3 separate regions of the Drosophila melanogaster genome follow, and regions 2 and 3 are each linked to region 1. A link is a contact called in public Hi-C data. All regions are on one chromosome and are shown on one strand. The core of a region is the stretch at or near the end of the contact, and the rest is flanking DNA. Distances in the headings are between cores, read along the strand shown.

Evidence for each region. Hi-C and Micro-C count contacts between places; a contact is called where the count stands out from the background.
Region 2: a Hi-C map of the Kc167 cell line shows a contact between it and region 1, with 4 times the contacts expected there. A contact is called at or near these places in 18 of 107 Hi-C or Micro-C datasets (the Clone 8 cell line, the Kc167 cell line, the S2 cell line and 6 more) and 1 of 7 datasets of targeted methods (the Kc167 cell line).
Region 3: a contact with region 1 is called in a Hi-C map of the Kc167 cell line, with 2.9 times the contacts expected there. A contact is called at or near these places in 4 of 107 Hi-C or Micro-C datasets (the Kc167 cell line, the S2 cell line, eye imaginal disc and 1 more).

Annotation. Positions count from the first base shown.
Region 1 is chr3L:8,156,840-8,161,563 of dm6, reverse strand. CG42445 reads left to right here and starts at 2,664. Exons shown (of 2, transcript NM_001169907.3): 1 at 2,664-2,807. It overlaps CG43886, which reads left to right and starts at 1,790. Exons shown (of 2, transcript NM_001274633.1): 1 at 1,790-1,827; 2 at 1,895-2,203. The coding sequence starts at 1,923. The coding sequence ends at 2,138. It overlaps CG13675, which reads left to right. Exons shown (of 4, transcript NM_001274634.1): 3 at 19-141; 4 at 207-1,249. The coding sequence ends at 1,010.
Region 2 is chr3L:8,358,319-8,363,042 of dm6, reverse strand. Idh (Isocitrate dehydrogenase) reads left to right here and starts at 2,137. Exons shown (of 2, transcript NM_168269.2): 1 at 2,137-2,250.
Region 3 is chr3L:7,977,009-7,981,732 of dm6, reverse strand. It overlaps nmo (nemo), which reads right to left and starts at 2,687. Exons shown (of 9, transcript NM_001274626.1): 1 at 2,560-2,687; 2 at 2,053-2,223; 3 at 751-1,333. The coding sequence starts at 914. CG8209 reads right to left here. Exons shown (of 3, transcript NM_139910.4): 2 at 4,463-4,724; 3 at 3,884-4,406. The coding sequence ends at 4,064. Pop4 (POP4 ribonuclease P/MRP subunit) reads left to right here and starts at 3,083. Exons shown (of 1, transcript NM_139911.3): 1 at 3,083-3,928. The coding sequence starts at 3,128. The coding sequence ends at 3,748.

The DNA.
Region 1 (4,724 bases), core at 1,415-3,914:
CATTTTCACTTTTGTTAGCAAATCGATGGCTACACAGCTGGTGAGGATTACCCCGCCTACGACGCCGTGCCAAAGGGTCTGGCCTTCAATTGCCAGGGTCGCCAGCCGGGTTACTATGCGGACACAGAGACGCGTTGTCAGGTGAGTTCGAATAAGACTCTGTAAATAGGTGAAATTATATATAAACCACATGGAATTCATCATAGGTCTGGCATTGGTGCCTCCACTCGGGCCATCAGTACTCCTTCCTCTGCCCAAATGGAACCGTATTCAACCAGGCCGTCAGGGTCTGCGACTGGTGGTCGAATGTGAACTGCGAGGGATCAGAGCAACTCTACCAGAACAACGACGAACTGTATCGCATCCCAGAGCGCCAGCAGCAGCTGAATGATGTATGATATGAGGCCGATGATGAGTATAAGATTGGGACAGCAAACGGAACCAGACAGCGGGGCGGAAGACAGCGGCAATTTCAAAAGCAACAGCAACAGAAGCAGCAACAGCAGCAACATCAAGCACTCAACAGCAACACGGCAATCGGCGGAATCAACAGCAGCAATAGAATCGTAGATAGCAGCAACTACAGTAAAATGACCAAAAATAGCTTTAGAGGTAGCATGAGATTTACCACACCAAGTACCAATCCCCAATCGTCATACTCATCATCACAGCAGCAACAGCAGCAGCAACAACAACAACAGAAGCAACATCAGAAGCAACATAATTCTAGTAGAAATAGCGAAAGAAAATCAAAGCCTAGTAGCGTTAACCATAGAGATAGGGATAGCAACCAAACTAGATCTAGGAACCGCACTCACAATACCCCTCAATCCGGCAAGAAGAACAACAGCAACAACAACAGCTCGCGAGGCAAACAGCGATATAATACGAATAAGTTCGAAAATGATGCGGAGCTCAAGGATTACAAGAGCAAGATCAAGAACAAATACAATATCGATTATGATCATTCTTTAGATGAAGAATATGAAATAATCGAGGCCATCGAATGAGTGAAAATAGCTTTATACTCGTTGTTCTTGATGTTGTTGTCACAAAAAATGCGACCCCAAATTGGCGCCCTAGCACCCAAAAGTTTTGAATGTTACCCAAAATGTACCCGTTGTAAATATGTTAAAGTATGAACACATTCCCTTCATTGTTAAATATACACATACCCCCTTCCATTTAAATTTGTAAAGAAAAGTATTGCTTGTGATTTGCACGAAAGCAAAAATAAATCTTAAAAAGTAACGGATTTTTTGTTCACTGGTTTTGAATCAAGTTTGATGGCTTAGTGTAAAGCAGTTCAGATGAAGTGAAAAGCGGTTAGCTTTTGAAAGCGAGCGTTCAAGATTTTGAATTCGAAAAAAATCGTTGAAAACAAATACAGTTATTACTTCAATAAAACCAACCATAAAACAGTACAAGGGTAATGTAATAATTAATTTCACTTTTTTCCGAAAATAAAGCAGTTCTCTTACAAACTAAAACATTTTAAATCCACTTTTGGATGCCTTCCGGTTAAGCAATGAAATACATTAAAATCTAAAAAATTATTTACATAGAAAAAAATAAATTATACAATTTAAATATATTTTGTTACAGCATTGTAGGGAATTTAAATATTTTCGAATTTAATTTCAACGCGTATCTTCATCTTCATGCTTCATTCATAGGCTGATCTGCATAACAACTTTTTCGGACACTTGCACTAAGCTTTTGGTCATCTGGGTTCAGATTTTAAAGCTTTCGATCCCGATTACAAAGGCAATTTTCAAAGTAACCTCTCAGTTCTGATCGGCATCGGTTGTTTGTTTACTTTCTGCGGTATGTACATATTTTAAACACACTCAGAGCTATATTTAATTTAAAATTTATGTTTCATTTTTTTCAGAGGACTGCATAGTATAGGAATTACCAACATGATATTTTATATGCTGGCTATAGATATGATTCTATATTTTACGCTCTTGTCCGAGTTTCCTATATGGGCTTTCTTGCTTTTTAAGTTGGTGTTTATCAATCGACCGCTGGAGAGGATTGGTGTTATTTTGTTGAATACCGTAGCCAATTGGTATATATTTCCATACTTGAAGGAATGGATTGACCAATCGGAAGCGAAATTGAACTCGGAATAACGTTCATGTTATAAAACTATATATACTACTTAATAAAGAAGATATTAAAGAAGATTGATCCCCACAATGTTTATCAATGAGAAATTTTCATTTCTTCAGAGTAAAAAATGTAAAACACAAATAAACAGCATTAAAAACTGCTGACTAAGATCAAGAGGAACTGCTATGGGAGGCAAAAATACTGCATTAAAGAGCTTTAAGGCACAAAAGAGCTGTTCGCTACAACATTTTTTCCCATAGAGCTTTTAACTGCTTTAACTTAGTTCGTTAAAGTAAAAACAGTAGCAGTCGACAAAGAAACTTGAAAAAATGGTCAACCATTTTATATTAATATATATTTTAAAACGTATGGAAAAACCTTCACGAAATTCAATTTGTACATGTTATGTGTAAATTTATTTATTCAAATGTAGCATCCAAGCTTCAAATGAAAGCTTTCTGCGATCTCACTTGTGAACTCATAGTTGTCTCACTCGCACACGAAATCTTCTTAAAGCTCATCTTGACAGCAATCAGCTGGCAAACATATGTTATAGCGCTTTCGATCCGACTAAAAAGAAGAAGCTTAAAAATTGTTAAAATATATTTCTATGTGCTACGTCCGTTTGTGTTTTATATTGTTTACTGACCTGATAAGACGATAATACGCCGCAATGGATGAATAATGCGGTGAGTTTGGCGTCACCACAAATGATCTTTTGATAAAGGCCTTGTCTGCCATCCAACTACAATGCGAGTACAAACAGCAGCAAATTGGGGAAGTGTACACAAAACGCGGCCTAAACGGATGGTGAATGTTCACTGTGTCGTTCAAATGGGAAAAGGAAGCAGACAATGGTTAGTCGACATAACTAGTTAGCTAATCGCCCTTCACCGGATTAACATTCCCATTAAGGGCTTTATAGGAAATGTGGGTGTTGGGATCTTAACAGGTCATCTAAGATTAGTGAGTAGGCTTTATGGGGTAAGAAATTAAATATAGCAGTGAACATTTCATATTCGAAATGGTTTTTTGGGTGTATATCCATAAGTATATCCATAAATGGTAATAATGGTAAGATTAGGGATTGAACTTTCCATTACTGCTTACTTAGATAATTTTTCCTGCTCGAATAATGTTAAAATTTTTTAAAAACCTAAAGGTGTTGAAGACTTAACTAATGCCAAGCGTTTTGTAACACCTTCTGCAATCTGGATTATGCAGCCGAATTTAAATAAGTGTAAAAAGTGAGTTCAAAACGAAAAAGTAGTTCAAGTTTTCGAGTTTGTGTGCCACAACGGGGTATTGAGACTTCATTTCCGCGTACAGAGAGGCGAAATTATATCGCGGTAATTATATATGATCTATATATGTATGTATATACATATGTATGTACACATAGTACACCTACGCAATGCCAGTTGTTCGTGCATAAGAAATAGGCCGCTTTCAACTGATGCGGAAATAACGCGTCTGCAGGCAAATGAAAACCAATTTAAAAAGCCCAAATCCAAATCAAAGCCCAATCCAAGACGAAACGAAACTGAAAAGCCAAATTAAAAGTCTATTTCAATTTCAGTCATTAACCGAAAGAGGGACAAAGTGTGACACCAATTTTCGTGCGCCCCTCGCTTTGCTGGGAATTATAAATCACAAAATGTTACTTTTCTTGACCATTCACCCACATTTGTTTTTCCCCACATTTCGGTTCACGTTTTTTAATGGGCTAGACAAAAAAAAAAAAACACGACGATGAAAAAAGGCAACGATGAACTGGTAACTGGAGTCAAGTTAACACCATTTGCATTATGCAAGTGGCTTAAACAATATTTGGCTTTTCTTGTTGTTTCTTTGTTACGGTTTGCTGGAAGTGTCCACTAATTAATATGCAACTAAATAATTTACAATGTGACGCGAATTTCATGCAAAATATACGAAGGCGGAGCAAAACAAGAAATTATTTAATTAACTTGACTTCACGGTGTTGAAATTGTCTTCAATAAATTGCGCAAATTAAATTCATTTACCAGAGGGGATGCTGTATTTAAGTCAGTAAAGTTTAATGCTCTTTAAAAAAAAAAATCGATTGTATTAAAACACGGAAAATCATTAAAGTGGCATATACAAAAAATTTTTTTTTAGTTAGATTGCAGCTGTAAAGATTTTAAAAACGATCATTATTCATAGATGGTACCACACTTTATTGGTAAATTGTAATGAGGCACTTCTAAAAATTACAAAAATTTACGATGCACTGATTTATGTATGTTACTTTTAAAGGGCATTCTCGAGTGACCAGTGTCCGAAAAATAAAGGCAGCGTACACAATTCGCAAATGTCAGAAGGTCTTTCAAGGTGTCTGGGTCTGATCTCGAAAAACCGGTAGATCCACCGCTTCAGATCCAACTCATCGTCTCCGTCGGATGTGGAGATGTGTGCGGCTTCTGCGAAATCTTCTTGCCCAATTTGGAGACGAATCTTCTCGAGACTCCGCTTATGCTGATGCGACAGTTCAACTTGGGCATGTACCAATCGGCTGGACAGATCGAAATCCTTCCCAGAAACGAAGGCTATCCACTCTGTATGCCATATTTGCAACTGGTTTT
Region 2 (4,724 bases), core at 888-3,387, 200 kb before region 1:
ATTATAGTCATATTTATATAAAATTTAAAGAAATCTTTATAATATACTTATGACCTTTTCTAACTTTATATTTATGGCAATAAGCATCTAAATAAGCTAATTTCTTTGAATTCAGTCATACAGCTTAGAAGACTTGATGAGTTGGTCTGCCGTTCAGCACGCTCCCATCGCTAGCTCCATTGAAATGGAAACTGGCCAGGCTTACTAGCTTACTAGCTAACTGGCTAACTGGCTAACTGACCAACTGACTGACTGACAGCCGCACATCGCGTCTTTAGAAATGGCGCACAAAAGACAAGCTGCTGCTGCTGCTGCTGTTCAGCATAGGAGTTGGTTCGTTTTGGTCTGTTTTTTTTTTTGTTTTTTGTTTCGTATGTTGTTTTTGTTTTCTTCTTCTGTTTGACGAAATTGACTTTCTCCATTCAATATAATTAATAGTAATATTCCGATGCCTTGGCTACACACACGTCTTCAGAATGGTAACAACCAAAGACACACGGCCGCTTGGAATGTGGACAGGAAGTAATTTGTTATTGCAGGCGTGCATTAGAGATCGAAAGGCGTTCGAATATCCATCACATCACAGCAAGATCCGCTGCACGTGCACGGCATCTCAGTGGGTGAATTCCTCGTGGGGGCCAAAGGGAATTCGCACCGCACCACGGGGCGTATGGGTAACAAGTGAAAAGTGTGGAATGCTAGCCGTTCACCCGGGCGCATGAGTGATGTGCGCCGGTATTTACGAGCATTTTTCTATACGTATTTAAAGATCTGCCACATATTGTTATTTATGCAAATTGTCTTCATTCGAGGGCGCTGGCTACTGCTCACTTTCAAAACGACAGACAGAAAACATATTTAGCTAATATTTAGGATGGCTTCTTCTGCTGTTTCTACTGCTGCTTTTACTTTTCTCCTTAGCATTCCGCTGGCTGAAACTAAAAGTAGTTTACCAGACGCTTCTGTCTTGGGTTTAATTTTTTTTTGTCATCTGTTTACATAACGAGGAACCACAAAAAAAAAGTAATAGTTTAACAATGCCAACTAACAAATAAGGCAGTGCGGGCACGCACTCCACGAAACTATCTGCCATCCGATGTGTGAATGATGTGCCTGGGCAAGAGCAAGTGGCCAAGTGGCAACCAGTGGCCATTTCACGTTCATTGACATGGCTAATGGCGGGTACTGATGGTTCCATCCAGCAAGGTGAAGTGAAGTGGTGCAGGGCAGAAAACCAAAGCACGTTTACATTGAGGTTTCGCCGGCACGCGTTTATTTTACCTGAGAGGATGGGCCAAAACCGAATATGTTATTTAATGCATTGGCATGCACAAATTAAGACACGTTATAATTGGGGGTTATATAAGCGAGCATAAACGGCGCTTATCTAATGCCACACGGCAAAAGCAAAGAAAGCGTCGCAATTAGACGAGTTTTCTAGCCAGTTTTTGTCAAATAATAGGCCCAAGATCGAGTGATTTTCATGCATGTTCGGTTGGCTGTCGCCGCATTTGATGTTTTCCATGATGTTTGAAAATGCTTATCGGGTGCGGTCCCTAATGAGATGGGTAACTATTTATCTAGGGGGGAAAATAAAATATGTAATTTTGCGCGATAAGAATAACAACGGAACATGTTAATGAGCATTTTCTTGTTTCGTCATTCAATAACTAATTCAATGATTTTATTATCATTACTGAATATCCCACATTCCTTTCAACTGTCCAAACTATGCGAAAGAACGTAGCATTCGCGTCTTAATGGCAGCACACTTTCGCATATTAAAGGCGGTCACAACAAAAGATGGCAATTTTAAATTTTTTTTGCATATTTAAGACCAGTTAAACGGCGCCGGCTAACATTTCACTTTTGGAGCACATTTTATGGATTTTCTTTTAGCGTCATTAAAGCAAACGAACGCACGCTGCTCTCACAAGTTGCGGTAATTGAGAATTCAAATTTTATGTTTGGCGGTTCAGCAAGACGAACTAATACTGAGTGCTGCAGAACTCGAGAGTAAAGCTTAAAGTTCGTGAGAAAGCTCTTCGCAAGCAGCTGATTGAATAACATGTTTTTATCTACGGAATTATCTTCCACACGCGCCACCTCTTGCTCTTTATTGTTGTCGTCGCCAAATCAGTTTCAGTTATTCGCTGCGTCTGATTGGGAGTGGTTCGAGATCTTTCGGTCTGCAATTTAATTAGTCTGTGCTCTAACATTCTAAATTCGGCATTTTAAATATTCTAAAAGGTAAGTGGAGCATTTGTTTAGCCTTATATAAACCGGTTCACACTCCACGCCAAACACCCACACTTCCGATCGCATTCCGCCCAGCTATTTACTGCACTCAAAGGCTGACTTGCAATTTATCTGAGCAAATAAAAAATGGTGGATTTCCAGATCGGTTGCAATACGTAAATTTGCCGCAATTCAAGCCTCCTTAATGCAAATAAGTTGCGCATTTTAACTTTATGCATAACCTCTGGCCCAACCTATTTGGGCCCGAACTTTCCCCACCGGTCTGTTTTCATATGCATTTTATTTGTCTGCCGCTGTTTTGTTTTTTTCTTTGCACCGGTTTGCCTCCTCGAAAAAGAGAGATACGGATAAAAAAAGTGTGAAGAGACGACAGTGTGAAAGAGGGGGATATATGTGGAGAGAGAGAGACACGTAACCCATTCGACAGGCCTTTTCACATCCACCTGATTCTCCAGGTGCTGTCCAAAGTTTAATCTTGAATTCGTGTCGACAGTTTTAATTAAACCTATACAATTACTATGCATATCTACAAATAGATGGTTCGAGAAAACCTCCAGATAGCTCGTATCTCATTGGGACTTTTGCATGCACAATTTGGAAATGTTTTTAACTTTCTAAGTTTGTCCTATGTTTTGAGTGCTTAAACAACTTAAACAGTCGACGTTTATTTTTTTCATTTATCAAACTAGAAGTCAGATCTGAATACAATTAATTACTATAATTAGATTATCGTAAACTTATATTTGATAAGGATAGATGGACTCTTTTATTAACTTGTCAGTCGAAAAATTAAAACCATAATTTTATTAGGTTTTCTTTTTTATTTCTAGCGAATTTTGTATTAACAGTTTCATAAAGTTCAAGGGTCAAAAGTCATCATGCAATCTTTTTATTTCAACAATAAATATTTCTGGGACTAGAAAAACACCAGATGAGAAAATATCAGATTAGATCTAGATAATTTATTCGCCCCGTCATTACCAGCTTATTTACCAATCGCAAGTCTTATCAATATCGTACTATGTTCGAATTCTCCCAGTTGGACTAGAAAAAAAAACGCTTGTGAAATTCGTTTGGTGAAAGCATAAATATTGTTATTATATATAATTGTGGGCGTGGCCTCAGCTTATGGCGTGTTCGGCGATCGCGCCACCTCAATATGTTAATTAGGTACACATGTACCTATAAAGACTTAGAGATATTTATATTAAAGTCAGACAATGGATCTATTAAATATGAGAAGAAAAATCCAAAAAAACATCACGCAATTGCTATTTTAATTTGGAAGTAAATGGCATTGACTGAGTAGATAAGAATGGTAGACGTTTCAAGATAATCAGAGCGAGCCTCCTTCGCAACAAAAAAAAAAAAAGATTGGCGCCCAAGTTCAAATATTATCTAAGCTTTAACATGTCAGTTCGACTATCGTTATCGATAGTACCGCACGTACCAGCTGATTTTGAATTCGGGTGAAGTTGAATAAATAAGCTTAATGCCACGCGCTTTTCTAATTTGTATTCCTTATCAAAACAAGTCGGCCGTGAACTTTAAATAAAAGTGGCTAGCCCGCAATAGTGGAAAAGTTTTTCGCCAGCTGATAAACGCAACAGTTGTCATTCGGAAGAGAGGGACAATGCCACCCGCAATGCGAAAGCGATTGACAAGTCAGCCGGCGATAACGATTACATGTTTACGCGTTCGCCGAGTGCTTATTGTTTTTTATACTCTCGTTACATTATTAATTAAAACACTTGCTTTTAAGTGTGCCGAGTGTTGTGAGAGCAGCTTATCAAAGTCCGAGGTTCTAAATCTTATCTGACTGGGCATTTAGAACGTTGTGATTACGCCGATTGCGCAACAATTTGACGATTGTACGCCACCCAAGAGAGTCGGAAACTGTAGCGCTTAACGGCACTTTACAGTTATCAGTTACGGTTAGAGCGCGTCTGACGCCCACAGCATTTAATTTTGCTTTGTCCGAAAATTGTTCTCTTTCCCGGGACTCCAGTGTCATATTGTCTCGTATTGTTTCACATTGGTGACAAACACTATCGTCTCTCGTTTCCAGTCGTCGGTCGGTTCATTCATAATAATAATACCCACATCCACACCAATCCGGTTGTAAAATGTTCGCCCTGCGCCGCACAGCCGCAATGATGACGTCGGTCCACCGGCAGCCGCATCTCAGCCAGGCCGTTTTTCGGGCCAATTTCGCCATCAGCGCCGCGGTAGGTCCTCCTTGTATCCTCGCCCTCTGTCGCTCTAAATCTCTTTGCTTACTAAATTTCGGAATAGGGTGGGTCGATGAGCAGGAGAAAAAGATATTTTGAATTTTTTGAAGTCGGTCTCAATATTAAGATTATAAACAATCACGTAGTCACCTGTGCTGCTAGCATCCGATAAATAGGATTACTATATTTACTGTTTATACAAAAAAATTGAACAATTTTTTCTTAAATTTATAA
Region 3 (4,724 bases), core at 1,438-3,937, 180 kb after region 1:
CCAGTCAGCCAGCCAGCGCGCTTAGGGTAAGAAATATATTATAGGAAAAATCCACCCTCGGGGGGCCGCAGCAACGTTGAAAACTGCACAAAGGCACAAAACCATGAAGGACAGCTAGCTGAGACCCGGGACTGAGGTTCTGAATCGAAATGAGTACGAGGATGTTGACGTTGCCCGCTGCACAAAACATCAACATCAACAGCAGCAACACAATCAAAAGGGTTACAGAATCAAAGGCCTAAGCAGAAGGTTGCTGAACCCACGGCGAGACCGTGACATAAAATCGCACAGCAAAGTAACGACGCTGCAGATACCCTTTCTTCGAATAGAACAAAGACTTTTTCAAGTCAAAGAACAACTGTTTAATCTTTAGATATTTGAATTATAAAAGTACATTGACAGGAGGGTATTAACATTTGGATTCGAAGTCGGTCTTACAACTTTTTAACCGAATGTGTTTATAATGAAATCATTTACAAATTATCATTACATGAATTCTTTAAGGGGCACAAGCATATAATAGGATATGACGTTAATACACCCTTTTCTGCATTCTATACCACCTATTGTCTTATAATTCTCAAATATAATTGCCCATTTCGGCGGGATGTCTTTGGACAACCAGCAAAACAACCCGAAAATAACCATGCTTGCTAAACCAAGAAAAAATTTGATTGTACCAATACTATGGCAACACCCTTCGCCCATAATCTGGATTATTGCACTGAGATATAGAATCATTATACTTACCAGACAACTCCGAATGCTCCATAGCCGATAGGACGATCCGGCTGAACATCCTGGGGAACAGCCGGCGGTTGATAGTAGGGAGCCGCTGCGGCCAAGATTGCGCTGGCGCCCTGTGGCGCACCACCGGCAGCACCACCCTGTACCAGTGACATCGAAACGCTCATTGATGGACTACGCGGCAAGTTTTCCAAATAATTCGAGCAGCTGCACCCGGTTCTGGTATTTGTTGGCGATGGAGCTCAGTGGTTGTGGTCCTGCTAGGCTGTGGCTTTTACTGGTGGTGGTGGTGGTTTCGACTGGGTCTTGGACTGTGGTTCTGATTCCCAAAGCTGTGACGGCGGTGGTGACTGAGGTGGTTGAGGTGATGGTGTTGCTGGAAGTGGTGCTTGATTTGATGTGGGAGAAATGGTGTTGATTGCTCAATGGATGCCGCTGGGGCCAACTGATGGCCGCCATTCAATTGTTGGCCATTTGTTGCTGTTTGCCTTGGCGTGCTCCTCTATTCAGCGCTATTTGTTTCGCTGCGTGTCGCTTGTTACACTTCTTACTTATTTAAATTAGATTTGAGGACATTGTGATGAAACTGCGGAGTGAAGTGGATAAATAATCATTTGTAGACAGTTGAATTGTGAATAATTTAAACGTTGCTAACAGAATTTACAATCTTGATTTATTTTCACAGTACGCAAGAAAACTATTGAGAATTGATTTCCTATTCGACCACTAGTTACTAGTTACCACTAGGCTCAATATTTTGTATATTCTGTAAAAGCTAGATTTAATTTAATCCGGTTTTGGTATTATTCACTGTACTTTAATTGTCGTTACTTTTGTTTGCTTTTCGAATTTTTGGTGGCAAATGATGCTGCACAGGAATCAAAAAGAAAGAAGAGAGGAGAACAGTGAGAGAGAGCGCGCGAGAGGACATGAAAAGTGCCGTTAGCTGTCGCGACCGGGGCGCGTCCGTGTATTACAATTGTAAGTGTGTGCGCATGTGAGTGCGATTCTGAGTGATTTTCGGACTGCGCTGCCTGCGCAAAAAGCCGCTCAAAAGACACAAAAATCACTTAAAATCCGACTTTTCATGCAAATTTACAAATGTTGAAAACCAAACAATGGCGAGCACCCCCAAGTCGCCAGAAAATGAACGCAATCAAAAAACGCTCGCATGAAAATCGAAAAGTAACGGGACAAAAGAAATTCGCCCGGGGATATGTAATATTTCCCAGGGTTTCGCTTAGCTTTCCGGACTAATTAAACCTAACCTATGCAAACAAGACATTCCATTTCACTTTAAATTACCTTAAAAAATGCACAAATTATTGAGCAGCGGCGGTGGCAGTTTTTCGTTTATAATTTCTTTTCTATTTTTCTTTTTTTTTTGTGTTTAACTCTTCCGCCTTTGTGGGAGCGAGATGGAAGTAAAACGCGCCGGGGGTAATATTCGTGCGTGTGTGTGTGAGAGAGAGTGAACTAGCGGGCGAGACGGAAACAATTTTGTAATTTTGTTTAATTATTATTGTAAATAACGCGAGATGAATTTTTTGTTGTTTGGCGTGTTACTACTACTAACGCGACGGCTGCTCACACACACGCGCATACACAATCGCACGCACGTTTAAACTATGTACATGTATATGCAGAGCCAGACAAACAAACAAAATTTTGCCTGGGTCACGTTTCTTGGCTCTCTCACAGCTTTTTTTCTACGGTTGCCCTTTATTGCATTATCTTTGTTATCACACGGGCCGCGGGGCGTGGCTAAAAGGGGGGCGGGCGGATGTTGGTCGTCGGTTGGCGTTTGATTACCTCGCAGCTTCCCAACGAATGAGCCTAACTTGGATTTTCGATCACACGCGGCGACGTTTGTTTCAACGATAATTCCGAATTCGTGCGCTCGACGTTCCGCTCCGTTCGAAAGTTGAGAGAGACTTGAAACATATGTTCGGCGTTGCTAGAGGTGGTCGGCCACCGATAGAAACATCGATAGGTCCGATGTTTTCCACTCGTATATTAATTCAAGGTTTGGCTATCGATGTTTTTAGAGTGCCCGCACTATATCTATTTCCATCTCTATTTCGTTGGTATTTTTTGTATTTTATGACATTTCAAATGCAAAAGCAGGATGGCAACGCCAGATTGCCCCGAATGTACGTTATTTTTAAATTGCAGCGTTGAATATGAAAAATTGCAGGTACATACAGTTTCTAATAATTAATAGCAATAATTATTATTTAGCTTGTATTATACGAAGTGCACATGCAGCTATGCATCTGAAAAAATAATATTAATATATCGCCTTTTCTTCCATCGATAGAGTTCCGCGCCTATCGATATATTGTTGATCACCAAATAAATAAAACTAAATAACAACGCAATGGAACACGCGACAAGTGAATTGAGGGAATTTATCTCAGATCTGGTGATTCCGCACCAGCGTTGCAATGTTAACATCAATCCGGATCACATCACAATGCTGGAGGGCACCAAGATCAAGAAGCAGCACTCCCGAAAACGTCGCGCCCACAAATCCAGTACGCTGAGTCGCCGGGAATATGCGGCACTTGGTTTGAACACTCTTCCCACCAAGCAGATGAAGTACGAGGAGGCACTGCCACTGCACCACCTGTGGAAGGGCTATGTACGCGAGCATCTGGAGCTGAGGGAAGGTGACGAGGTGCCCCAGGTGCACGATGCTCGCTACGACGAGTTCAGCCGCAAGTTGGTGAAACTGGACTTGCACGGTGCCAAGATGAAGGTGCTGCAGTCCAAGTGCTCCACCCTGGAAAATTTGGCTGGCATCTGCGTCATGGACACCAAGAACGTGCTGAAACTGCTCGGCAAGGACCATCGGCTGCGCACAATACCCAAGAGCGAGTGCGTCTTTGGTATGAAAGTGGGCAACATGGAGTTCACCATATTCGGGCAGCACCTCAACATTCGACCCGCCGAGCGAAGCGTTAAGAAGATCAAGAACTTTGTGAAGCCCTTCATGTAGGAACTACAGGACCAATCATTAGCCATAGAAATTGAATCCTATTGTAATTTAAGGAAAAAAGTTTATTGGAAAGTTAGCATCGCTTTTCAATAGAAATTTAATAATTGCCCTCAAAGATCCTCTAAAACTTTACTTGTATTTGAGATTGTTGTGTTTAATATATATATAAAACCGTACATTAATTGTTTTTCTTGTTTTTTTTTTTTTTTTTTGGGGGGGGGGGGGTATATTTCGCGCCGCGTTTTTTTCGTATTTAGGTTCTAGTTTATGGGAGAGATTACCCGGATTCAAATATATCCAGTTTGTAGGAAAGATTTATGCGGGCGTCTTGGTCATGGTGATGACAGCGGATGGAACCAAGCCGAGCACTTCCAGCGGCTTCTCGTAGTCGTCCTCGGCGAACAGCTTGCGCGGAAAGGTGGTCATCAGAGAGAAGGGCGACTCGATGCCGGTCTTCATCTGGATGAACACACGTACGGCGGACAGCTGCTCCTTGACGTTGAAGGTTTCCTGTAGTGTTGAGCCATCCTGCAGGCGCACCTGGATGCGGGTTTCGGTGTAGTCTCGCGGCGGAGATTTCACACCGGCCGGTGGTGACGAAACTGTGGTGGAGCTCACGGATGGAGCTGGCTCTGCGTTGCCCAATTCCTTTTGTTCTCTGCATACCATGAATTATAATGAATTATGAAGTGGAAGGATAGGGCTAATCCTTACCTAGCCTTGCGTGCTGCCTTGTCCGCCTCAATTTGAGCCTTTACCCGATCGCGGGCCGCCTTCTCCTCGTCCTTTTCGCGCTTGCGCTGCTCAACGATCTTCTTCATCTCCAACTCCTCCATGCGCCGCTTGGCCTCGGTCATGTCCTTGCCGGACTTGATGCGATTCTTTTCCCGCTGCAGGGCTTCGATTTTCTCGCGCTCCTCGCGTTCGATGCGTTTCTGCTTGAGCTTCTCCTCGATGAGGGCCAGCTGGGCCTTCT